5 separate regions of the Mus musculus genome follow, and all the other regions are linked to region 2. A link is a contact called in public HiChIP or PLAC-seq and promoter capture Hi-C data. All regions are on one chromosome and are shown on one strand. Each heading gives the region's core, a stretch centred on a gene start, on an enhancer-like site or on the middle of the called end of the contact. The rest is flanking DNA. Distances are from core to core; before and after follow the strand shown.

Region 1 (4,793 bases), core at 584-3,083, 3.0 Mb after region 2:
TCAGTCGTTGTACACTTAGAAACATTTTGTAGCTTAATTTTCCCGACCCCTCTACCTTATTTAAGCCTAAATGGGATGGCAACTGAGTGTTTAAAACAGTGTTCTATGGTGGTGCAGGCCTATAATCCGGACACTTGAAAAGAAGAGGGGCAGAAGAGTCAGAAGTTCAAGGGCAACCAGGAAGTGGTGGGCATGCGCAGAAGACGGATCTCTGTGTTTGAGGCTAGCCTGGCCAACAGAGCTTGTTCCAGGACAGCAGGGCTCCATAGAGAAACTCTGTCTCAAAACACAAAACAAAAACAAAAACAAAACAAAAACAACCAACCAAACAAAATCAAAACCCAAATCGAACCAAACCATCAACCAAATTCAAGGTCTTCCCTGGCTGCATAGCTAGAATGAGCCTAGCCTGAGATACATGGGACCCTGTCTCTCCATCCCCTCCATAAATGAAAAAACAACCAATAACACTGAGTTCTAAGACCGGGAGGTGGGGGTCGCTCATAGTAATTGCCATCAAGAAATCAATGGAGCTCTTGACAGGTGGCAGAAATAATTGACTGCATTCCCCTGGCAACCTGGTGAATCAGGGTTTAGGCATTTGCACATTTCAAAGTTGAGAAAAAGGCTGAGCCAAGCAGTTAAAAGTCGAACCTTAAATTCATTGTTTTTAATAGCTGAGTAGTACTCCACTGTGTAAATGTACCACATTTTCTGTATCCATTCCTCTGTTGAGGGACATCCGGGTTCTTTCCAACTTCTGGCTATTATAAATAAGGCTGCTATGAACATAGTGGAGCATGTGTTCTTATTACCAGTTGGAACATCTGGATACATGCCCAGGAGAGGTATTGCTGGATTCTCTGGTAGTACTATGTCCAATTTTCTGAGGAACCACCAGACTGATTTCCAGAGTGGTTGTACAAGCTTGCAATCCCACCAGCAATGGAGGAGTGTTCCTCTTTCTCCACATCCTTGCAAGTATCTGCTGTCACCTGAATTTTTAATCTTAGCCATTCTGATGGTGTGAGGTGGAATCTCAGGGTTGTTTTGATTTGCATTTCCCTGATGATTAAGGATGTTGAACATTTTTTCAGGTGCTTCTCAGCCATTTGGTATTCCTCAGTTGAGAATTCTTTGTTTAGCTCTGAGCCCCATTTTTAATGGGGTTATTTGGTTTTCTTTAGTCCATGTTTTTGAGTTCTTTATATATATTGGATATTAGTCCCCTATCTGATTTAGGATTGGTAAAGATCCTTTTAAATACCTAATTAAAAAAACCTGGGGGAAAAAAAAATTGAACCTTACATCTGTCCTCTGCCTCATCTTCCACCTCATCCTAGTCTGAGCTGTACCAGTTTCTTATTAAACTCCGCAGAGCCCTAGAATTGTATCCCAACATTCTGCAAAGCTTTCCCTCCCTCTCTTCATCTCCCCATCTCTCTGGTTTGCTTTGAGGTCTTGAGACAGGGTGTCATGGTGTAGCTCAGGTTGTTCTGGAACTCACCTCGATCCTCCTGTCTCAGCCTCCAGAGAGTGCTAGGATTATAAACCCCGATGGGCTGAAATAAACCCCACCCGCACACTGCAAATTGAACCCAGCTCTGTAACAGGGAAGGGGACACCGAGCGCTGGGGTGGTCTGAACTATCTTGCTCTTTGTCCTCACTTTTCCCACAGAAAACGCAGAGGGAGAACGTCTCTGCCCCGGGAGTCGCGCGCGCTTTCCGCGTTCCCCACAGGTTAGCCAGGTCCCGGGCGCGGATCCGCTCCGGGCTTTGCCGCTCGCCGCCGCGCGGTTCCGGGAGAGCGATCTGCTTCCGCGTTTTCCTCAGAGCCCAAGGCGCCGGGAGGTAAGGCGCACGCGCATTGGGGTCCGGCTCGGGCGAGCGCGCGGCCGACAACTGCGGGTGAGACGCGGTTTTGCCCCGGCGCGGGTGGTGGCCCGTGGGGTTCCAGGCGTTGGGCGGCGGGCTCGGAGAAGCCCTCGGGGCTCCGCGGGCATGAGGGGTCGGGGGCTGAAGCCGCGGGCCAGGCCGGGCCGGCCGGGCGGGGCGCGGGAGGCAGACGCGGCGCTGGGGCGGCCGAGGCGCGAGGCCGAGGAGGGCCCCGGGAGGGGAGGTGGGGCCGGGCGGCTCCTCCTCGCCGGGAACTCGGGATGACCTTGGCCGAGTCGTCCGGGCTCCGGGGCCGCCGCCCGGGTGGGCCGTTTTGAGGTTCTGCGGTTCCGTGGCGGGAACCTCTCAGAGGAGCGGGCCGTTTGCTGGGCGCCTCGCCGAGGGAGGGCGAAGGAGGAGAGGCCTTCTGAGGGCCCGGCCGGGCTGAGGGCGGGCTCTAGTTTTTCTCTTCCCAAAACTCCGGAGTACCATGAGGTTGATGCAAACCTTTGGTGGAGCGTGACCCTAGGAGAGTCCCCTTGACCTCAGCCCAAAGCAATGAAGCTTGGAGGCCCGCGGTGCCCGCCTGTTGTGCTGGGGCCACCCGAGCAGACCAGCCCTGCCCACGTCCTGTTTAGGGGACGAAAAGTAGGGACCTTTAGCTTTTGATGAATTCATGTTTGTGATCCCTCTGGTTTGCAAAAACCTTTACCACCCAGGAAGAAAATTGCCCAGCAAATTTAGGTTTTTGTTTTTGAGATGGGATCTCAATATATTGCTCTGGCTGTCCTGGAACCCACTCTGTAGACTAGGCTGCCCTTGAACTCCCGGAGATCCGTCTGCTTCCGCCTCCCCAGTGCTGGGATTAAAGGCGTGCGTCACCACGCCTTGGCAATTGCAAAGGTCATGTTTTTGTGAACTGTGGAGTCTTGTCAGTTTACAGTTATAAAATTGTGTATGGCACCGTTCTGTTTGGTGGCGGTGTGGGAGGACACATAGATGTGCATAATCAAAGATCGAATGCTGAGCATAAAGACATGTTTTGATAGTGAAAGTTGGGAGAAATGGAAGCTATTGAATTCACAAGCCCCCTTTCACTGCAGGTGACTAGCATGCAGATATTCACACCCTGACTTGGCTGCTTGACTACTGACATGGCCCACCGGGGTGGGGAGAGGGACTTCCAGACTTCAGCTCGGCGGATGGGTACCTCCCTGCTCTTCCAGCTTTCAGTGCATGAGCGGGAACTGGACCTCGTTTTCCTGGATCATAGCTATGCAAAACCGTGGAGTGCCCACCCAGATGCCAGTAGTGCCCGCCCCACCCGCATGCTCTTTGTAACCCCCCGTCGGCAGCAGGAGAATACTATGTGAGTTTGAGAATACCATGTGAGTTTGGGTTTCCTTCTTAAGGAAGTGATGCGTGGCGGGGCTTAGATGTTCTTAGGAGTGATTGGGGCTGCAGGGTGAATGGAGAGCTTGGATGAGCAGCATCAGAACGGCAGGGCAAAGTTGGACACCTACACAGACATTGCCAAACATGAGTTAGGAAAGGGAGATGCGCAAAGGAAAACAGCCTAGCTTGCTTAGTTCCCAGTAACTAGATAATTCCTTCTTCCCTTTACTGCAGCATCTAGTTTGTTTGGCAGTGGCTACAATCTATCATTGAGTCTCTGGCTTCAGTGCACAGATTGGGAGACAGTTCCCAAAACATTGCTTTCAATTCTTACCTCCTTACAAAAAGCCACCTGTGGGTTAATCTAAACCCTTCCTAAGTAAGTCTCTTTATCTTTCCAGCCACCCTATGTCAGGGGGCAAGAACATTTCAAAAATGTACTCTCTGATAAATGATTTGATTATATTTGACCTAACTAATTAATTTTGAACCTTCTGACTTCACTCGTATCAGGATTTGTTGAGACACTCTTTTTCTGATCATTACAAATTTTAAGATAGGAGATTTTGTGTTTGTTTTGACTTCATGTTTAATCTTTCCTCAAGCACAGGTTATTTTTGTTTTGTTTTGGTGGGAGTTGAGATCTTGTATTTGGGTTCTATACACACACACACACACACACACACACACCCCTCTCTCTCTCTCCAGACAGTAAGTAGTATGAACTCTGATCTTCCTGCCTGCACCTCTCAGGTGCTCGGATTATAGATCTGTGTTACCTCCATCACTTGGGTCTTACTGTGTACCCCTGGCTGGCTTTGAGCTTGCTGTGTAGTTCAGGTTGGCAGCCTCCCTACGTTCCGATTGCAGTCATTGCTGTGGCTTAGAGTAATAGTTTGCTTATTTAAGATAGGGTTTCTCTATGTAGCCCTGGCCATCCTGGCACTCTCTATGTAGATCAGGCTGGCTCACAGATCTGTCTGCTTCAGCCTCCCAAGTGCAGACCTGTAATACCTCCCAGCTCAGAGGAGTTTTTCTTTCCTAATGATAGTAACAGGTTTTTGGCTTTCAGTTTCCTCATCGTCCATGAGCCGTGACTTTAGGGGAACATTCTAGCATAATCCTGATCCTTCTGGCCTGGGGATAACTGAAAACCGCCTTTAAGTAGAATTTGAATTTTTTTTTTTTAACTATATAAAACTTCCTGCTTTGTGTTTGTATCTTAATGACTCTTTTATTTTTGATGAGAATCAGTGATTTAGGAACCAAATTACTGTATTGGAAAATTTATTTTATTTTTAATTGTGTTTATGAGTGTGGTATGTTCATCGAATACCAGTGTCCTCAGAGGTTAGAGGCATCAGATCTCCCTGGAGCTAGAATTAGACAGTTGTGTCACCCACCCCACGTGGGTGCTAGGAATCAAACTTGGGTCTTCTGCAAGAGCATCAAATGCTCTTAACTGCTGAGCCATCTTTCCAGCCCTTAGGAACTGAATTTTTAAATTGTTTTATTTTTATAT
Region 2 (5,269 bases), core at 911-3,410:
AGGTTCAGAACACAAGCACATTAAAAAAAAAGTCAAAAATTATATATGTAAATGGCATGCCATCATGAAACGAAGAACCCTCTGGCCAAGCATGAAATGTCCAGCTACTAGCATCAGTACTTAAGATGTAGGGGTAAATTCCAAGCATCCTATAGTTCAAGATGTCCCGCTCACTTTCCCAGAGTATCAGTCACCAACCAGGCCTGCTCACAGCAATCCTGAATGATGGTCCTGATGATCCAGCGGTTAAAAATATCTGCTCTTGCAGATGACCTAGGTTTGATTCCAGCACCAATGTGGAGCATACAAGCATTCAGGCAAAACACTCATACAAAAGGAAGACAAAGTTCTGTGGAATTGAGGCAGGCACTCTCCTATGAATATAGCCAGGGTACATGATAGAGGGCTATTAAAAAACAAAAAACTTGAACCTTTCTAGAGCATGGTGCACGCACCAATGATCCCAACATGGAGGCTGGGTGGGAAGACCTCAAATCCAAAAACCAATCAACCAAAAAAGCCCAGGTCTGTTCAACACCCGTCAAGTCCACTCCAAGTGAGACAAAGAGCATCTGCTTTCTCTATTCTACCTACCCGCAGCCTGTCTCTAGTGCCCAGACAACCCACTTCACAGCTAGCTTGAAAAAAACTCACGCAAGCAACCAGTCAGGTGGTATCACTTACAAAGACCAGGAAAGAGATGGAGCACTGAGCAATCTCAATGTTATGGTTAGGGAATTGGAAAAAGTGGGGCTGCCGCAGTCAGTGAGTAGATCTCAGAGGGCAGACCTAGCACTGGGCTCAACTACTACCCGAATGAATGAGACAGGGAAAGCAAGGAGTGGAACAAAGCAGAGGCTTGGTTTACACCACAATGGGGACCAAGAAATTACCAAAGAATGAAGGAGGCTAGAGATTCTCACATAGGGCCTTATCAACAAAATACAAAAGGCCTGGGGGGGGGGTACGACTCGCTTCTACAATGCTCTATTCAAGGCTGCTTTTAAAGAGTACCTTTCACCTGAGAGCGACTCTTCCTTCCACATACTGGGCAACACCCACACCACCTTTAACTTGTGGCCTACTTTCACTTTGTCACAGGCCTAAATAGTGCTTCATAGTGCTTAATATGCCCAACCATAGAGGAAGGAACGTGGCCGACCACCAGCAGTATTCATACCGGGCAAAGACCTTGGGGCAACCCACTAGGTGCAGACACACATTTCAACCCGGCAAAATCTCTCCGAAAATACTAAACCATCAAGTCCAAGAACTCAAGCTCTAGGGCTGGAACGCAAATGCAGATAGGTCGTGTACAAATAAGGACCGCAATCACTCTCTGTAACCGCCACTTTACTACAACTTGCCCCGAATTTGCACAAATCTGTATAATCGGACGACGAAAAAAAAAATCGTATTTCGCACTTGAGGTAGTAACCGGCCACTTTCCTGCAGCGTACAAGTCACTGACTTTCCTTTTACACGTCCGGATTACCAGAACTCACGTTTTAGCACCACCAACCTTCCCCAAGTCTAACCGCTCCCTCAAACTCCATCACAGCCTCCAGTCTCCATTTCCTAGCCGGTTGCCGTGCAAGCCAAACCCCGCACACCTTCCACGTACACACAACCACACCGGAATAAACCCGCTTGCCCTCTAGAGCACCCAGTCTGTAAGCAAGGCTCGCGGGTGACAGCCCAGCCCGGCCGGAGCCCGAAGGGGGTCGCGGGCCACACCGCCCGCCCGGTACTCACACTCCATGGATGCGCTTGTGAATGTTGATGGTGTATTCTCGGGTCACCACCTCGTTGATGGCAGAACGGCCCTTCTTCTTCTCGCCACCCTTCTTTGCGGGAGCCATCTAGACGCAGGCGACAGGGAGGGAGGCTCTAAGCAGGTAGTGGGAAAGCCCAAGCCCGAGCTAAGGTGCACCCGTACCCCGCAGGCCGTCCTCCCACCGCCCCGGACCGCAGAGCCTCCGCGCGGCGCGGGACAAACCCCACCGAGCCTGCCCGTCCCGCGCCGGGCGCGGATGGCGCCGGATTTCAGAGCCGCGACCCCGCAGCCATACTCACTCTGCCGGGCCCAAGTAGGAAAGGAAGGGCGCGAGGGTTTGTGGGAGGGAAAGTCGCGTAGCCGTACAACTTCCGGGTCACGGGGAGGCGAGGAGGAAGAGGTGTGGCGAGGGAAGTTAGGAGTTAGGCTGGGGCGTAAATACAGCGCGCGTCAGGGGCGGAGCGAGCGGCATGGGGCGGACCCAGGGCGGGCCCAGGGCGGGGTCGATCTTGTCAGTCTTCTTGCAATCTGCCTTGAGCAGTGGAGGTGCGGGATGGGATTTAAATCCCAACCCGAACCCGGATTCGGAACGCCCGGCCGGGAGGGAAGATACTCCAGTTTTTCGGGTGCACTCGCTCACTCACTCTACGTTTGTTTAATCTATTAGATACTGTGCTTGGCGGAAGGTCCCCGGAATGACCGAGACGACAACAAAAGAATTTATTTTCCAAGTCGAAAATGCCCACGGAAATGCCAGGCACGTCCGTAGAAAATAGATCTCCGAATCTAAACATGTCCGAATAGCCTGTCTATTGGAGTTTCAGCAATGAGCAAGTTTCAGGATCTCACAGGCAAGAAGACAGGCAGGCAGAAACTCCACGATCTTACAAGGAACCTATGTCTCTGCCTCCTTTGGCTAAGGGATGCTGGGGCCTTTGGATTCCCCAAAGGTCAGACTTGGGGTGGACAGGCAACTGCTCTCTCTCTCTTAAGAAAATAGTGTCCACAGCCACGTGTGGTGGTGCACACCTGTGATCCCAGAACTTTGTGGGTTGAGTTAGGTGATCAGGAGTTCGAGATATCCTTGACTGTAGTGGGCTAAACACGCTTGACAATATCTGATGACTTCTCAGTGGGGCTAGGAGGAAAGGAGCAGACAGGCTCGGTTCTAGTTCTTAGAGAATCCAAACCAGAAGGGGTTCTATGGGAGTGCTGATTGGTACTGGGGTTGAGCTCAGAAAATTGCAACGCAATCTCCCAAGCAGAGCCACTCAAAAATAATTTAAAAGGAAGTCTGGAGCGATGCATTCAGGAGGCAGAGCAAGAGGATGCCAAATTAAGGACGGACTACACAGAGGCCAGTCTTGGCTACACAATGAGACTAGATCCAAGAGTAAGGGGAGGAGAGAGGGAAGGGGAGAGTAGAGACTGAGGGAGGGAGAGGGAGGAAGGGCTATAAAGAGAATATGAAAATGTGAATTTGGGATCTTTAGCAAGAAGACAGAGGAGCCCACTAGTCAGAGTGTGCTGACTTGAGCAAGAAATGATAATTAGTTATGGTTAATAAATAATGGTTAATTAGAAAAGCTGAGTTTATAAAAGGCTGTGAGTTCCTGACTTCATACTAAAAGTAAAACATGAATAATTTAAGGAGTCAATAAACTAGACATATCCGTCCACACATGATTAAGCTAAAAAATCAAAAAGGAAAAAAAATTCCCCTGCCTCATTTCTAATGAGCTTTTCTACAGAAAAGCAAGGCTATTTATCTCCATAATATGAAGTCCATCTGAGCACTAATAGCATTTCTCTAGATGACTCAGATTAGATTTTTTTCAGTATATTACTGGCTGACTTTGAGATCGTCAAGCTACAACATGAACAGAAATTAAAGCCATTTTATATCGCTAAATTTTTACTAGGACATTTTGGCAAGAGTGCAAAGTCATGACTAGGAACTGCTTCACTTCGCCAGGTGTGGTGGCACACACTTTTAATTCCACAGTGGGAGGCAGAGGCAGGTGGAGCTCTGTAAGTTGCAGAACAGCCTGATCTATATAGGGAGTTCCAAGCCAGCCAGAGCTACATAGTGATACCTTGTCTAACAATGACAACAATGTTGTTTGTACAAGGGGATTTTAGTTGTTAGAGACAGAAGGTGTTACAATTTTAGTTTGTTTGTAGTATCTTAAACTGAGGTCACATTCAATCTTGACTCTTGAGCCAAGACACTGTACTTTTCCAGACAGTATGATCATGGTTTTTCTGGGACACAGATGTAGTTACAGAATGACCTTTTAATAAGCAAAGATAATGAATGAAGAGGTCAGTGATTACAATTCCCATGATGCATGCATTTAGTGGAAAATTACACAATTATAGGTTTTTGAGCGAACCCAAATTTTGAACATGTGCACAATTCAGGCAGAGTTAAATTAAATTAGGAGCACAGCATACTCCACCCTCTTTTAATGACTTCCAGATAGACAGCCTTAGGAGAATGAATACACTGTGTCCATTAACAATCTTGTTCCACTTAGGAGTCTAACCATCAATTAAAGTATGACTACAATTAAACTATAAGTTTGTTTCCAGAAAAACCCAATCTCTAACCCTTAGACAATGCTAGGGTAAGAGAAAAAAATAGGTCAGAGTTCCATACAGACTTCATGTTTTTAGGGTTCATTTCAAGTTCTTTCCAAATGTTCCTCTTGGTGAATGAAAAATATTTCCTGCCCACTCCACCCCCACCCTCAGGATAGAGCAATCAAGGGTACATATCTATAGCAACCTCATGGTATCCAAAATGGATCCTAGCTAGAGAACCAAGAAGGAGCCATCATCATTTTACAGAAGAGGAGAAATTACAGACCTGTCTATCTTAATAGAGCCCTAGAAGGAACTTTAGCTTCATGCAGCCAGCATCTAGGTGGCTCCTAAACCATGAGCTCCTAAAGTGGGTAGTTTTCAGAGGCAGCTTAGCACCCTGGGACATGCATCTGCACGGAGTTCCGTGCACAACCTTCTCCAAACAAAGTGGCTAGTCAATTCTTATACCCTCAACTAACTCCCTAGCAACCTCTGGTGACTCCCCTTTTGTGGTTGAACTTGCTGGAACATATCTTAGAACTGCAGGCCGGGCAGTGGTGGTGCACACCTTTAGTCCCAGCACTTGGGAGGCAGAGGCAGGTGGATTTCTGAGTTCAAGGCCAGCCTGGTCTACAGAGTGAGTTCCAGGACAGCCAGGGCTACACAGAGAAACCCTGTCTCGAAAGAAAAAAAAAAAAAAAGAACTGCAGGAGGTGAGCCCAACTCAGCCTGGGCTGGTCTTCAGTATATGGGCAGTAAGGCAGCCTGTGTCCATTGAGTGAACTTTTGGGGGGGGTGGGGGTGGGAATCTCCTATTTACCAACCATGCCTGGGCATGATTGGACATGCATATGAGTAAGATGAAACATATCATGATAAAGAACATGTTGAATGAACAAAGGG
Region 3 (5,018 bases), core at 1,748-4,247, 2.8 Mb after region 2:
AACAACCTGGCTCCTTTCTTTATGACACGGGACTCCAGGCGCTGGTGGTGATGGCCGCACAGTCCCGTCACTCTGGACCCTATCGTTGCTATTCAGAGGAGCAGGGGACAAGACTGGCTGCAGAAAGCTACCTTGTTGCTGTCGTGGCCGGCTCGTCGGTGACACTGGAGGCACGGGCTCCCTTGGAAAACCTGGGGCTCGTGTGGCTCGCTGTGGTGGCCCTGGGGGCTGTGTGCCTGGTGCTGCTGCTGCTGGTCCTATCGCTCCGCCGGCGACTTCGAGAAGAGCTAGAAAAGGGTGCCAAGGCATCTGAGAGGACACTGGTGTACCCCTTGGAACTGCCCAAGGAGCCTGCCAGTCCCCCCTTCCGTCCTGGCCCCGAAACTGATGAGAAACTTTGGGATCCTGTCGGGTACTACTATTCGGATGGCTCTCTCAAGATTGTGCCTGGTCACGCCCGGTGCCAGCCTGGGGGTGGGCCCCCTTCCCCACCTCCTGGCATACCTGGCCAGCCTCTGCCTTCTCCAACTCGGCTCCACCTAGGAGGTGGTCGGAACTCAAATGCCAATGGTTATGTGCGTTTACAGTTGGGCGGAGAGGACCGAGGAGGATCTGGGCACCCACTGCCTGAGCTCGCGGATGAATTACGACGGAAACTACAACAGCGCCAGCCGCTGCCTGACTCCAACCCAGAGGAGTCTTCAGTATGAGGGGACCCCCCCACCTCATTGGCGGGGGGGGGTCTCATGGGAGGTGCACTCTTAACTTTTGCACAGGCACCAGCTACCTCAGGGACATGGCAGGGGCACTTGCTCTGCCTGGGACAGACACTGCCCAGCATTTGCCCGGCCGTGAGGACCTGCTCAGCATGGGCACTGCCACTTGGTGTGGCTCACCAGGACTTCAGCCTCACAGGAGACACACCCTCCTCTGTGAATTTGAGACATGTGGGACCCCAGCAGCCAAAACTTTGCAAGGAAGAGGTTTCAAGATGTGGGCGTGTTTGTGCATATATGTGTTGGTATGCATGTGGAAGAATGTGTGTGTGTGTGTGTGTGTGTTGTAACTTTCCTGTCTCTATCACGTCTTCCCTTGGCCTGGGGTCCTCCTGGTTGAGTCTTTGGAGCTATGAAGGGGAAGGGGGTCATAGCACTTTGCTTCTCCTACCCCCAGCTGTCCCAAGCTTTGGGGCAGTGATGTACATACGGGGAAGGGAAGGACAGGGTGTTGTACCCCTTTTGGGGGAGTGCGGGACTCGGGGGTGGGCCTAGCCCTGCTCCTAGGGCTGTGAATGTTTTCAGGGCGGGGGTTGGGGGTGGAGATGGAACCTCCTGCTTCAGGGGGAGGGGTGGGCAGGGCCTCCCACTTGCCCTCCGGGTTCGGTGGTATTTTATATTTGCGCTCTTCTGACAGGGCTGGGAAGGGTTGTTGGGGGAGGGAAGGGAGGAGGTGGGCATGCTATGGATACTGGCCTATCCTCTCCCTGCTCTGGGAAAAGGGCTAACAGTGTAACTTATTGTGTCCCCACATATTTATTTGTTGTAAATATTTGAGTATTTTTATATTGACAAATAAAATGGAGAAAATGAAATTTAACCCTGCCACACAGATATTTTGACTCAAACCCACTTATTGACCTAAGAGGGACTCATCCTTTGGTCTGGGCCATCATGGTCTTAATGCCTGTCCGTGCATCTCTGGAGGGGCCAGCTGAGACTCAAGTGTTTTCCCACAGTGATGCCTATGGGACTGGGAGCCAGAGCAGGGCTACTCTGCTTGGGAGCTGGACTTGGCCTGGTGCCACAGGGAAACAAGGCAGAGCGTTCGGGAAGAGGAGGAGAAGGAGACGGTCTTCCCAGAACTATAGGGAGGGTGAGCAGGGAGTCAGGGGCTGAAGGAGAGGCTTCTCAAGTTGTGTGGACAGTGTCTTTATAAAGATGGAGATTAGGACAAGCTCCGTGGGAGGGGAAGAATGCTAGTCTCGAATGTCCTATCTGGGTAGGGATAGTCCCCTATTGCCACCCAGTCAGTATCAAGCCCTTGTCTTAGTGAGGGAGTGGTGTAGGCCCAGATGTTCCTGGGAAAAACAACAGGCCCAGCCTGGATTCATTTCTGAGCGCCCTTAATGAGAGCTGCCTGCCAATCGGATTTCGAGAAGGAAAATAGGAAGGAGGAAAAAAAAAAGACATTTTAAGATTTTGTGTTGTGCTAAATTTGATGCTGTTGTTGGCTGCAATTTGGACACACCTGGTTTAGATCAATCTAACCGGTACATAGGAACAGAGACCACAGTGAGCTCTCTGCCCACCCTTAGCTGCCACCCCACCCCCCACCCCCCATACACTTGGATGACCCTTGAGCAGGCTGCTGTTTCCCTGAGTGTGGGTCAGAAGAGGCTGGGAAATACTTGAGTGTGTTTCCCTTAGCTCAGTTGTCTGCCCAGTGGGTGTTGGCAACCAGCGCCCACTGAGTGGGCAGAGGCTTAAGCACAAAGGTGGTCTACCAGGTCCTTGCCCTCAGGCCACCTGCTTCCTGATGGATTGCTAAAGAACGAGGGTCAGAGTGTTAGTAGCTTTCTGGCGGGTCACTGATCTGACCATGGATGGCCTACAGCTCAAGTGATGCTTGGGAGATGAGAGAGGGACTATGGGCCGCGTCTAGAGTCCTTGTGCCCTGGGGAACCTGCGAGGCCTCGGTTCTGGCGAATGCGACATAAACACTACCAGACAGGCCAAGCTGCCTGGTCCCCTCACCCTACAAGGCGAGGCTGCACGAACTGTCCTGCCTCCTCCCGGGGAGCTCAACGGATTCCCGAGCCTTTGCTCTTCCTTGTGCTTAGTTAGCCTTGGGCGCCCTCCCGTGGTAGCAAAGCAGCAAGGCTCAGTCTATCCAGCCACACCTCACCACTTTCATTGGTTGCTAAGCTAAGGTCTAAATGCAGGATTGGTTGGCCTGGGGCGAGGAGGCGGGACTCGAAGGTCAACTACGGACGTCGAGTGGTCAACCTGGGACGGAGGGGTGGGCATTTCGTAGGAGCGCTTGGCTGCAGTCCCGGCCGCCGGGATGGCGGCGCCGCACCTTTGCGCGGATGGCTCCTGCTGCTCTCACCCTAGTGCGGTGCCCGGGGTACAGCAGACGCTGGAGGAGATGGACTTCGACAGGGGTGAGAGGGGTGAGGCGGCCGCGTTGCCGGCGGCGGGCAATCTCCAGCCCCATCTCCGGGAACGTGGACTGAAGGAGGCCTCGAACCGTGTTTGGAGCTTCCGGGCCTGGTGCAGGAAGGCTGGCTTCAAAGCGTGGCAGGAAGCCCCTCGACTACTCCGTCTCGAGTGCGGACGGGTAAATTGAGGCATTGGTTTCTGAACTGGGTCTGGAGACCAACCCAGCTAGGAGACAGCCTGGTCAGGTGACAGAGGAGCTAGGGAAAGAATCTGCAGTTGGTGGTTCGTATCCACCGGGGAGGTCAGGGCAGCTGGCCCTTGCTGCTCTCGGGTGTGAGTGTACAAGTTTTAGCAATGACAGTGATCTCGAAAGATTTACTGTGGAGCGCAGGGGTGTGACTGTTTTGTCCAAAATCATACAGAGATTTTGCTATTAGCAGTGGTCCCTGTTCTTCTGTGCCGGTTACCATGTTATCCCCAGGAACAGGTAGTTTGTGCAGTTGTAGCAAGGTTGTCATCAGTGTAGGGCTGATGATACGGAACACTTGATGGTTACCATAGGAATGGCTTCCTAGCGGGCGGCGTTTCTCTACACCTCTGCTACCCCCATCTTTTGGACTAGGGACATAATAGGACTCCCCGCTTCCTCCTCTTGAAGTGTTTTCTCCGCTGTACCTTTAGAAAATAACAAATGAGATGATTACATTTACGCTTTTTTTAATTTAAAGACTATTTATGTGCATTTAGCTCCTGGAGGCCAGAATAGGGCTTCAGATTCCCTGGAATTGGCAGTTACAGATGTGACCAGCTGAGAAACAACCCTGGTCCTTTGCAGAGCAGCCAGAGCGCTCTCTCTCTCTCTCTCTCTCTCTTTTTTTTTTTTTTTTTTGAGACAGGGCTTCTCTGTATAGCCCTGGCTGTCCTGGAACTCACTTTGTAGACCAGGCTGGCCTCGAACTCAAAAATCCGCCTGCCTCTGCCTCCTGAGTGCTGGGATTAAAGGCGTGCGCCACCACCGGCCTGGTGCAGACAGAACTCTTAACTGAGCCGCCTCTCCAGCGCCTCCTATTGCGTTTAGTTCCCCAAGCCAGACTGACTGTTGTGTTTCTGTACCTCTTTATGGTTCTCACCCTTGCAGCCATCACCCTTATGTTTCTAAAATATGCAAGCCCTCTGTCCGATGACATGGTCTGTTTTGTTTGTTAGTCCGCTTCAGGCTGACTGAGGCTTTCCCGCCAGCATTCAGTTCTATGGCACTTCTTCAGGGACCCCCCTTCCTTAGAGAGTCCTCAACCTGGGGACAATTATGCCCAGTTTAGGTCTAGAGATATTTTTGTGTGTCACAGCTAATCTGACCCGCACAGGTTGGCTCCCCACAACAGACATGATCTGCCTCAAAATGTCAGCCCTTCCTGTGTGGAGGAAGAAACCTTGTGGTATTCAAAGCCCTGGCATTTCCACTCTGGTTACCCTGTTACCTTAATGCTTTGCTCTCTTTGTAGCAGTTTGGACTGACTCAAAGGCTGAGACGGGAAGGTCACAGTTCAAGGCCAGTTCAAGGCAGAGCATGTTAGACACTTTGTCTCAGAAATTGTTTGTTATCACCTGCTGCAATTTTATCAGCTTATTCTTTTATTTATTTTTCACATGTGATAAAGATACCTATTATGTGAATTTTTTTTTTCTGTAAAGCATGGGGTTTATTTATTTATTTTTTTAGTTTTGAATTAAATCTGTTTTGGTGACTTTCTTTGTGTATGTATGTGTGCTATGTTTTGTTTTGTTGGTCCATCTCTCCCCACCCCACAACCACAGGGTCTCACTATATAACTCTGGCTGTCCTGGAACTCATTTTGT
Region 4 (5,116 bases), core at 1,050-3,549, 2.9 Mb after region 2:
CTGTTTCAAACAAACAAACAAAACAAAACAAACAAACAAAACAAAAAAATAGGGGTTGCTCAAAAAGAATGAAAGGAGACATTAAGGTAAAAAAGGGGAGAATGGAGATGGGGTTAGGGAAGAGCAGGTAGCTGACATGCACTGAAAAACAATTTAAATGAAAGAGAGGAAGCAAGAGCACCAGAGGATGCAGGGTTCAGTTCCCAGGACCAGCAGGGTGGCTGGCTGTAATTCCAGTCTCAAGGAACCTAGCGCCTTCTTCTGGCTTCCATAGGCACTGCATGCATGAGGAACAACACAGGCACTCATAAACATAACAATAAAAATCTCAAAAAAAAAAAAAATTAAGAGGGAGAAAAAAGCCAGGAAGGAAAATTAAGTCATTATTCATGAGTTGCTTCCGATGACATTAAAATGGAAGTTCTCTCAGTACCCACAGTAAGTATTATGAGTCCTTTCTAATCCCACAATCTGAAAGGGCCAGGAACCATTACAGGTCCAGCTAATTTAATGCTAAAAAGGCAAAGACAACAGTTTCCAGTTACCTAACCCTCTTGACATCATTTTAGTTACTATCCAAGAATCTGGGGCAACTAGGAAGCCCAAGTGCACAATACAGCCCAGGAGAAGGAAACCTCTGGGATTAGAGCCAAGTAGGCATGCTTGCTGCCTGCCAATGGATCTTTTTATTCATTCATTTACTTTTGAGACAGAATCTTTAGTCCAGGCCGGCTTCCATCCTTCTAAGTAGGTAGGCCACTGCTTGGGTTTATGTGGTACTGGGTAATGGTCAGGGCTTCATGTATGTTAGGCAAGCACTGAGCTACATCCCCAACTTTTTTAAAATTTTCTATTTAACAAACAGGGTAACCACCTTCCGATCCTCCCGCATCAGACTCCCATAGCACTTCCTTCCGCTTCTAAAAGGTGGGTCTTTAAATATTTCCAAAGGTCATTCGCAGGTACAAGGCCATCACTTTCTGGGGCCTTTCTAACAGGGGCGTCCCCTTACCTCGCTTGAACTCCTCCAGGACAGCGTCCAGTTTGGTATCGTTGAAGACAAAGTGGAGTGGATGGTTGTAGAAGCGGGTGATGGTGCTGAGCGGTGTGCAGTCCTCGGGCTCAACGATAGCCAAGTCTTTGAGGTAGAGCATGTCCACGATGTTGGAGCGCTCCTCCTCGTACACTGGGATGCGCGTGTGGCCGCTCTGCATGATGCTGGCGAGGACGCTGAAGTCTAGGACAGTGCCGGAGTCCAGCATAAAGCAGTCTTCGAGCGGCGTGAGCACGTCCTCCACGGTCCGGGAGCGCAGCACTCCCTTGCTGAGGTCGCTGTAGGGGTCGCCGCCGCCGCGCGCCAGCTCCAGCACGCGCTCCCGCAGACGCCCCGGCCGCGCTGCCAGCTCCAGCAGCTGCCCGACCGGCAGCGCCACGGGCAAGGTGAGCAGCACCGCCAGGCGGCTGAGGCCCAACGCGCGCGGCGCCAGCGCCAGCGCCCAGCGTCCGCTCACGGCGGCCGGCAGCACCTCACCCACCAGGAACACCAGCCCCGCGCAACCCAGCACGGCGGGCACGGCGCGCTGGCCCGCCGCCCCGTACAGCAGCACGGCCAGTGCCGCCTGCGCCAGGCTGGCCAGAAGCAGCAGCGCGCCCAGGGCGCAGCCGGCCCAGCGCCGCGCGGGTTCCAGGCGCCGCGCCGCCGCGCGCTCCGCCTCCGAGCCGCTCTCGCGCAGCACCTGCACCTCGGCCGGCGCCAGCGCCAGCGCGCTCAGCTGCAGGCCGCGCGCCACCGCCGCCAGGGCCAGCAGCCCGGCCGCCCCCAGCCCCAGCGCCCAGGGCGGCGCCGCCTCCTCCGCGGCCCCACCACCCGGCTCCACGCGCACCGCCAGCAGCGCGGAGCGCGGGTGGCCGGCCTCGGCGCGCAGGCGCAGCAGCGCGCGCCACTCGCCCGTCGGGGCGGCCGCCTCCTCGGGCTCCGTGGCCCGTCCGCCCTCCGGGCAGCCTGCGCCCTCGGCGGCTACCCAGGTCCAGGAGCTGTTGGCCAAGCCGGAGCAGAAGAGTCGCAAGCACAAAGTGGCCTCTGGCGCTGCCCTTCCGCGCAGGGAGCCCGCGCCCGGTGCGCTGTCCTCTTCCGTGCAGAAGTTCAGCAGTCCCGCGCCCGGCGCCGGCGCCGCCTCCCCTGCGGTGCTGCCCAGACAGAACGCGGCAAGCACCCAGCCCAACCAACCCACCACAGCCGCAGCAGCCGCCGCCATGGCCTGCTACCCCTTCTGGGCCTCGGGCGCAGCCTACCCCACTCACCCGCGCCTCTGTTGTTGCAGCCAATCGGCGCGGGCCTCCGCGTCACTTTGACCAATAAGCGGCTGGCGGGGGCGGGCTCTGGGGAGAACTAGGCTGCGCCGGGGAGTAAACAAGCGGCGCGGGGCGGGGCGAGCCGGAGGGGCGTGGGGCTCCGCAGGCAAGGGAGGACGCGGGGCGGCTGTCTGGGACGGCCTCGGAGTTCCCGGCGCGTGTGGACGAGCAAAGGAAGGTCATTAACCCTCTGGCCAGCAAGGCTAAGGGCTGAATAAGAACCAGGGACTGGGCACAGGGAAACCTGGAGTCGTTTGTTTAAAACATTTTCTTATCATTTGTATTTGTATGTGGGTTTGCGCTTGCGAGGGCAGTGCTTTGGGCAGACGCAAGAGGGCGTCGAATTCCCCCTGGAGCTGGAGTTCCAAGCTAATGGGAAGCTGTGCTGGGAACTGAACTCTGGTCCTCAGCACACATTCTTAACCTCACCCAGCTCTATTGGTTTGTTTTAAAGCTAAAGTCTCTTAGCTTTGCGTTGGGCTCTGTGGATATCAAGACAGACACCTGCTTTTGAGGAAGATGCCTTGATAGGAAGGTCCATAGTAAATACTCAAACCCAGAAAAATCTGTTTCCTTGAATCTTCACACTTGTTTCATGTAATTAAGCTTACAATAAAACGATGTTTAGAGACTGATTCTGTGTGCCTTTGGTTTCTGACATGCACCTGACATTCGGGTCATTCAGCCATGCAGGGAGATAGCAGCTGTCAGGAATTTCCATACATGCTAGCTTCACAACCACAGTTTATTCTGATTCCTCGGGTTGAGAAAGCTGTTTGAGAGGGTTCTTTTTGTCCTTATTTTGGAAGACACCTGCATGATCAGATGGAGCATTCTTCGTTCATTGTATGTGGTCTTTATGGGATTAGCTTCTCTATGGGTATCCCTGTTTTTTGCATTTTTCTCTCTACTTTCTCCCTAAATGTACTAAGACATGTACACATCTTATACATATGTTTTGTTTTGTTTTGTGTCTGTGTGGGCCCAAGTGTATGTATGTGTGTTGTGTATGCAGGTGCCGAAGGAGGCTAGAAGAGGGCACTACATCCCCTGGAACTAGAGTTGACATTTGTGAGCCACCATGTTGGTTCTGGGAACCAGGCCTTCTGCAAGAGTGGTAAGTGCTCTTAACCACTGAGTCCATCTCTCCAGCCTCTTGAATTTTTTTTCTAAAATGGATTCTGTAGACATAACTGAAACAGTCCCACATGGCATATGTGCATACACGCAAACATACACATACAAACATCAATTTTTTTTTTGAGACAGTGTTTCTCTGTGTAGCCCTGGCTGTCCTGGAACTCTGTAGACCAGGCTGGCCTCGAACTCAGAAATCCACCTGCCTCTGCCTCCCAAGTGCTGGGATTAAAGACATGTGCCACTACTGCCTGGCCAAACATCAATTTTAAAATAACAATAAAAAAATGTAACAAAGCAAACACCTCATAAATGGGGGCAAGGTATGATCTCCCTGGCTAGCTTGTGCATCTTAGCTCCATGTGCTCTTCATTTGCTCGTGTGACAAGCATTTCCTACACTGAGTGTGTGCGGGACAGGTAACTTCCCAAAGGCTGGAACTCTGGCAGGGACAACAGCTTCCACCCTCGTGGTGCTCAGAACCAGTGCTGGGATCCCAGGAAACATTTTAAGACCCGGTTGGAAGTGTTATAAGGAGAGGACGAGGAAACATTGGGGAGATGATGCTAACGGAGATGTAGGTAATCAAGGAGGGAACATTTGAACAGAGGTTGATATGAGGGGCAAGCCTTATAAGGTCTGGGAAGAAAGGTCCCAGAGAGAAGTGACAGGAGGGGCGAAGGCCTGGGACAATGATCTCTTCCCCACAAAGCTAGAGCAGCTGGTATGTCGCAGGGGTTCAGCACCAAACACACTTGTGATGGACAACAGACCGCTCCAACTTTATCCCATCTCTGTATACACGGCTCCAACTTCATCCCATCCCTGTATACACATTTCTACGTTAGCCTTTCATTTGGGGTATTCTTTCCATTGCCTACCCAAGTGCAAATCTTTTTCCCCTGATGGCAGGGCCTTCCTTTGTAGCCTAGGCTGGCCTCAAATTCCTGATGCTACTGCCTCAGTCTCTTGTGTGCTGAGATGACACGTGCCAGCACGAACAGCTTACCCAGGGTACTGGAAGAAAGGAAAGCAAATGGAGACCAGCCAGCTCAAAAACAACGTTACCAACCAGGGCTGGGCGTGGTGGCACACATCTCGAATCCCAGCACTTGGGAGATAGAGGCAGGTGAATCTCTGAGTTTGAAGCCAGGCTGGTCTACAGGGCAAGTTCCAGGACAGCTAAAGGTACATAATAGAAACCCTGTCTCAAACAAACGAAACATGGTGGTGCATGCCTGTGATACCAGCACCCAGGAGCTAGAGGCAGTGGGTCACCACCACATGAGACCAACGTGGGCTCCACATGGAGACCCTCTACCAAGCACAAATAAAACAACCTCCCATTCCAGCCCTGCGGGGTTCTCTGGCCTTGGTGCCCAAGACTGCACATGCTAGTTCTCAGCACGTGTGCTTGCCACCAAACTGTTCCACAGCTGCGCTTCTGAGCGATAACCTAGGCAGCACAGCAAGGAAACCTTAGGTCTGCCATTTCAGATGGACACTCCAACCCCCCAAAGCCATTGACATAGACAAAGTCGTTTCTGTGTGTTGTGAAACGACACCATCCTACTATTGCATGGAGCCCAAACAGCCCTCAGCCCCCAGAGCGGAAGGAGGGCTATTT
Region 5 (4,963 bases), core at 953-3,452, 2.7 Mb after region 2:
GCCAGGCTGTGGTGGCAGATACTTTTAATCCCAGCACTCAGAATCTGAAGTCAAGGCAAGCCTGGTCTACAGAGTGAGTTCCAGGCCAGCCAAGGCTACACAGAGAAAAGAGAAACCCTGTCTCGAAAAGCAAACAAATAACAGCAACAACAAAAAGTTTAAAATTTTTTAAAAATAAAATTCTAACAATTCTATACTGGTTTTACATTCTAAGTGGATGCCAAACTAGTATTAAGAGATAGGTGGTCTCAATATATATATATTAAAAAAAAAAAGACTATAGACATAAGACTAGCCAGCTATGGGAGGAGCCAGTGCAATGGCTAATCTTTATTAGAGAGAAGTTTTTCTTTACATTCTGAAAAGATAACACAGGGGCTCAGTGGGCCATTTGGTGGGGCACCAGCTTGTAATGGGTTCCACAGTTGGGGCATCGCTGACTCTCGCCTTTGTGCAGCCAAAACCAGATGACAGTACAGTTGTCCTCTTCACCTGAAAGGGAAAGACGGTTGACAGTCATCCAGCGTCCATGTACAGAGGGAGGCTTTCAGCATTCACCTCTTTCCTACAGACACTTCGGACACAGCAACAAAACTGCCACTGACTAGGAGACCACTTCACGCTCCGCTCCTTCAAATGAAAAAGCGGGGATGCATTTACCTGTGAGTAAGATAACCTTGTATGGGGTCACTGTAGGTTCTAACAATTCCAGTCCCTATGCAAAATTCCAAAACAGGATCTGTACTCATGTGTATCCCTAGTGCTTGAAACAAACAGTACCTGGCATATGTATGTACATACGTGTGTGTGTGTGTGTAAATAATCTGGGCTGGAAAGATAGTTCAGCAATTAAAAGCATGGACTGCTCTTCCAGAGGACCTGAGTTCAATTCCCAGTAGCCACAGCAAAGTGGCTCACAGCCTTGCTTGTAACTACAGCTCCAGGGTCATCTGCCTTCTGTGACTTCTCATGCATACTGAGACTTAAGACAGTCAACAACCCTTACAACAATGTATACACATATTTACATTTTTACACACATACAGTCCATCATACACACATATCTGAAGCAATTTATAGACATTCTGTGAGGCAGGTTATAAACAAATGGGCCAGAAAATAAAAACAAAGTGCTTACAGATGCAGCCCACTATTCTCTTGTTGCTGATGGACGGGACTAGATTAGGGTCTTCCTTGGTGCCTGAAGCTGCCTTTGGAGGTAGCATATTGTATGGGTCCTGAAAGAGACAAGAGTTGACTATTTATGACAGATAACGCCTGCCACTGCACTGCAAAAGGGCCGTTCCTACAAGCTGGGTTGTCAGGACCAGACGCTGGCTGACAGGAACTCCTCTAATCCCATCCAAGCCCCAGGGCTCCAGAGGACACAGCATTTCTCCTTACCAGTCCCTTCTGTGCTGCTATCATGATCTCCCTCTCCAGCCCAGTAGCCTGCTCCTCATCAGTGGGGACACCACCTAGAAGAAGAAAAATGAGCTACGGCAATTGATATGACCACGATGGATACACGATAAAAAGATCAACACGGGAAAGGTGACGTTATCCGCTTCTTTGGTGGGTTCCCAAGCTACCCATTCCCACAGTCCCCTAAGCCCACTGAGGCATGACTCCCAAGCCATACCGTTTTTCCCTTCCCACCGCGGAAGCTTGGTTGTCGACTTTCCCTACAATCAAGTCATGAGAGTATACTGGCTGGTGGCGGGCAAGGGATTTGAATGTTGGTCCAGCGCTTTTTCAGCCCTCCAAGTCCTTGTGTTCCAAGGTCACCCGGCACCTTCCAGTGAGGGCACTTTGAAAGCGGGTTCGATCGGGTGGGCGGCCGAAATTACAGCAAGACCGGACAGAGCGCCGGCTCCCGGAGCCTAAGGTGGTCAGCAGGGCTCGAGAGAACGCTAATGGCCGACCCCGCTCGACCGCCCATCACCAACCACGCCGGAGGCCATGGACACCGGCCTGTCCCGCCCAGCTGGTCACGTACCTCCAGAAGCCATGGAGCGGGTCACGGCCGCGCCACGGGGGCCGTGGGCCCTCAGGGCCTGCGCCGCCAAAGCGCCCACTCCGCGAAGTAACCTTGAAGCCATCTCGCCCGAGACAAGCAGATGCACTTCCGGGAACAGGCTGAGCAAGATGGGCGGGACTTCCGTTGGTGGGAGTCTAACAACGCCCGGTCAGTCTTCCGCTTCCTGCCCCGACCAGCCGAAGCAGCGCTAAAAGTAGACGCCGCACATGCGCAGTTCTGCCTCTTCGTGGGCCGCGCAGACTCCCGCCGCCTCCGGGGCGTGGCGTCAGTCACCCTGACAGCTAGCGGCTTTCGGGTTCATGACCTGTCCGCTTGAGTGTTCGCGCCCAGTGTCCCAGCCACATAGTAGTTCTTGTAGTGGAGGTGCTGTGGAAGCCGAAGTTCCCGCAGTCAAGGGCTTCCACCACGAATCATACAACCTTGGGCGTGAGCTCAGGAAGCCTGTTGTGTTTGTTATGCCTGTTAGCCACGGGTTCGAGACTGCAGACAGCTTTAGTTGTTACCAAATTGTTGCAATGGCCCACTCCGTCAGAAATTGACAGTACACCCCCCCACACACACAGTCTTAGCCTCAATTCCCTCCTCCACTCTGTTTTGTTTTGTTTTTTAAGCACGGTATCACTATGTAGCCTGGCTGACCTTTAACTCCCTATGTAGATCAGGGTGGTCTAAAGCTCACAGAGATCTGGTTACCTCTGCTGGGATTAAAGCTGTTGCACCGTCCTCAGTTTTCCTCCTATAGTAATGTTATGGGAGGTGATGGTGTTGGCCCCAGGGACAAGGATGAGGGGGGTGCGGGGGGTGCGGTGCAGAAGGGCTTTGGAGGCATAGATGTAGGATACCTCCTGATGGCCACTCCACCACGATGAGGATACTAGGAGGAGGAGGGACAGAAAGAAAGTTAATAATGCAACTGGAAATGACAATAGGCACCGTGGCCAGAAGTCTCTAATTTAGACAGAAAACGTCCTCCATTGCTCAGTGTTGCACACAGGTAAAGCCTGACAACTCACGGCAGAGCGTTCACTAGATTTCCAAACACTGGCTTCTTCGATTTATTCTCGTTGTGGAACATTCCTGAAACACTATGGCTGCATACAGTATCTATGCTTCCCTAATTGCGTCCCAGTGATGAAATCTTAAGTACCTTGCAGAGGCCTGACATAATAATATCAAATGACTTTTAGTAAATCCTGCCGCTTGGACCAAAAATATAGTTTATAGAGCTTGTGACTACAAAAGGTCAAGTTGAGGAAAACTACAAAGGACTAAATTCCTGGGTGTTGTCACCTACCCCTTGTAGGTTATTTTCAAAAGGGTCTGGTGGAACATTCCTTCAGAGGAACTAACCTGGTCTTCATGGCTGCCCTCAACCAAGAAAAAAAAATAGCCTATAATGAGGCACCAAATTTCTTGACTGTGAAGATGGGCTTACACTTTGCATAGTTTTCATTTTTACTTCCTTGTCTCCACTACAATCATCTGGATTAATTCCTAATTCAAGGCATCTTTCCTCCAATGAACCCATTATTGATTTGTGTCCACATTAAGAGGGAAAACCCCAGTCAGCCCCATCAGCCAGCTCCACCATCTTTCCTCCTTTAGAGAACACTCAGGAAAACCAAGACTAGATGTCTTTGTTAGGGTGAAGAGACACTGTGACCACGGCAACACTTATGAAGGAAAACATTTAATTGGGGCTGGTTTACAATTCAGAGGTTTAGCCCGTTATCATCATGGAGGGAAGCAGGGCAGCATCCAGGCAGACATGGTGCTGGAGGAGATGCTGAGAGTTCTACCTCAGGATCCACAGGCAGAAGGAAGTGAGAGACGCTGGGTCTGGCTTGGGCTTTTGAACCCTCAAAGCCCACCTGCAGAGACACACTTCTGCCAACAAGGCCATAGTTCTTAATCTCTGTCAAGTAATGCCACTCCCTAATGACGAAGCCTTCAAATATATGAGACCATGGAGGCCATTCTTAGTCAATGTGCATCAAAAGCACATTGTAAAAAAAAAATCATATAACACAAACAACACAAGCTGGCAATTTGGCATTTATTCTTTCTGTCCCCGACCCACACTAAGCCAGATTTTTCTCAGCCTCAGCACAATTAATATTTTGAGCCTGGAGATGATTTGAAGCAAGGAGGGGTTGAGGGTTCCCTTTGTGTACTGTGGGACTTGGAAACTCTCCCTCCTGGAAGTCTCCAGGGTGGCAACAGAAGTGTCCTGAGCACAAAGAAATGCACATACACGAGATGGATTTGCTTGTGAGATAAAAATATAAATGACTGAGGAGTTGCTTTTCTAATTGAACAGAATATTTTGTGGACGTTCCTCCAGGTCAACACATATATTATAATTGCTGCATAATATTCTTTATAGATGTGTTGGAATGACTCCAACTATCCCCCTGGTGGACTGGTGGATATAGAGATTTCTGAGGCTTTGTTTTTGAGGATTTTTTTTTTTAAGACTCTTCATGAGCTCAGTCAGGAGCACAATAGAGACATGTGGTTGAGCCATTGTGGTACAGGACTATCCTGGACACCGCGCTCATGCTAGGCTGCGATTCTGCCACTCAACTGCATCCCAGCCCTTTCTGGTTTAGACCAGTGGTTTTCAACCTGTGAGTCAGGACCCTTTTGGAGTTCGAATATCAGAAATTTATATTGTGATTCATAACAGCAGCAAAATCACAGTTATGAAGTAGCGACGAAATAATTTTATGCTGGGGGTGGGGGGTCACCACAAAATGAGGAAATGGATTAAAGGGTCACAGAAAGGTTGAGAACCACCATTTCAGACATTCTCACCCTGTACCTCAGGCTGGCCTTGAACTCTTAACCCTTCTTTCACTTCTGAGTGCCGGGAACACAGGAATGAATCTCCTCACCAGGCCAGATTTCCCATTTTTGTCT

Evidence for each region. Promoter capture Hi-C pulls out the DNA fragments that hold promoters and counts their contacts. HiChIP or PLAC-seq counts read pairs in DNA pulled down with a chosen protein or histone mark. Capture Hi-C pulls out chosen DNA fragments and counts their contacts.
Region 1: a contact with region 2 is called in a promoter capture Hi-C map of liver, with 2.7 times the contacts expected there. The contact joins the promoter of Kansl3 here to the promoter of Rpl31 in region 2. A contact is called at or near these places in 2 of 39 promoter capture datasets (liver and pre-B cells) and 1 of 9 other capture datasets (liver).
Region 3: a promoter capture Hi-C map of adipose tissue shows a contact between it and region 2. The contact joins the promoter of Ankrd39 here to the promoter of Rpl31 in region 2. A contact is called at or near these places in 3 of 39 promoter capture datasets (the C10 cell line, liver and pre-B cells) and 1 of 9 other capture datasets (adipose tissue).
Region 4: an H3K27ac HiChIP or PLAC-seq map of large pre-B cells shows a contact between it and region 2, with 7 times the contacts expected there. The contact joins the promoter of Cnnm3 here to the promoter of Rpl31 in region 2. A contact is called at or near these places in 2 of 39 promoter capture datasets (liver and pre-B cells) and 1 of 115 datasets of contacts at active chromatin or transcription factors (large pre-B cells).
Region 5: a promoter capture Hi-C map of liver shows a contact between it and region 2, with 3 times the contacts expected there. The contact joins the promoter of Cox5b here to the promoter of Rpl31 in region 2. A contact is called at or near these places in 3 of 39 promoter capture datasets (liver and pre-B cells).

What each region holds. Positions count from the first base shown.
Region 1 is chr1:36,366,221-36,371,013 of GRCm38.p6, reverse strand. It overlaps Kansl3 (KAT8 regulatory NSL complex subunit 3), which reads left to right and starts at 1,833. Exons shown (of 22, transcript NM_001310513.1): 1 at 1,833-1,909; 2 at 2,980-3,245. The coding sequence starts at 3,031.
Region 2 is chr1:39,364,742-39,370,010 of GRCm38.p6, reverse strand. It overlaps Rpl31 (ribosomal protein L31), which reads right to left and starts at 2,160. Exons shown (of 4, transcript NM_001252218.1): 1 at 1,756-2,160. The coding sequence starts at 1,862.
Region 3 is chr1:36,545,231-36,550,248 of GRCm38.p6, reverse strand. Ankrd39 (ankyrin repeat domain 39) reads left to right here and starts at 2,997. Exons shown (of 4, transcript NM_026241.4): 1 at 2,997-3,163. The coding sequence starts at 3,064. It overlaps Sema4c (sema domain, immunoglobulin domain (Ig), transmembrane domain (TM) and short cytoplasmic domain, (semaphorin) 4C), which reads left to right. Exons shown (of 15, transcript NM_001126047.3): 15 at 1-1,610. The coding sequence ends at 710.
Region 4 is chr1:36,509,050-36,514,165 of GRCm38.p6, reverse strand. Cnnm3 (cyclin M3) reads right to left here and starts at 2,299. Exons shown (of 8, transcript NM_053186.3): 1 at 1,013-2,299. The coding sequence starts at 2,255.
Region 5 is chr1:36,688,726-36,693,688 of GRCm38.p6, reverse strand. Cox5b (cytochrome c oxidase subunit 5B) reads right to left here and starts at 2,202. Exons shown (of 4, transcript NM_009942.2): 1 at 2,000-2,202; 2 at 1,405-1,478; 3 at 1,139-1,238; 4 at 301-492. The coding sequence starts at 2,102. The coding sequence ends at 380.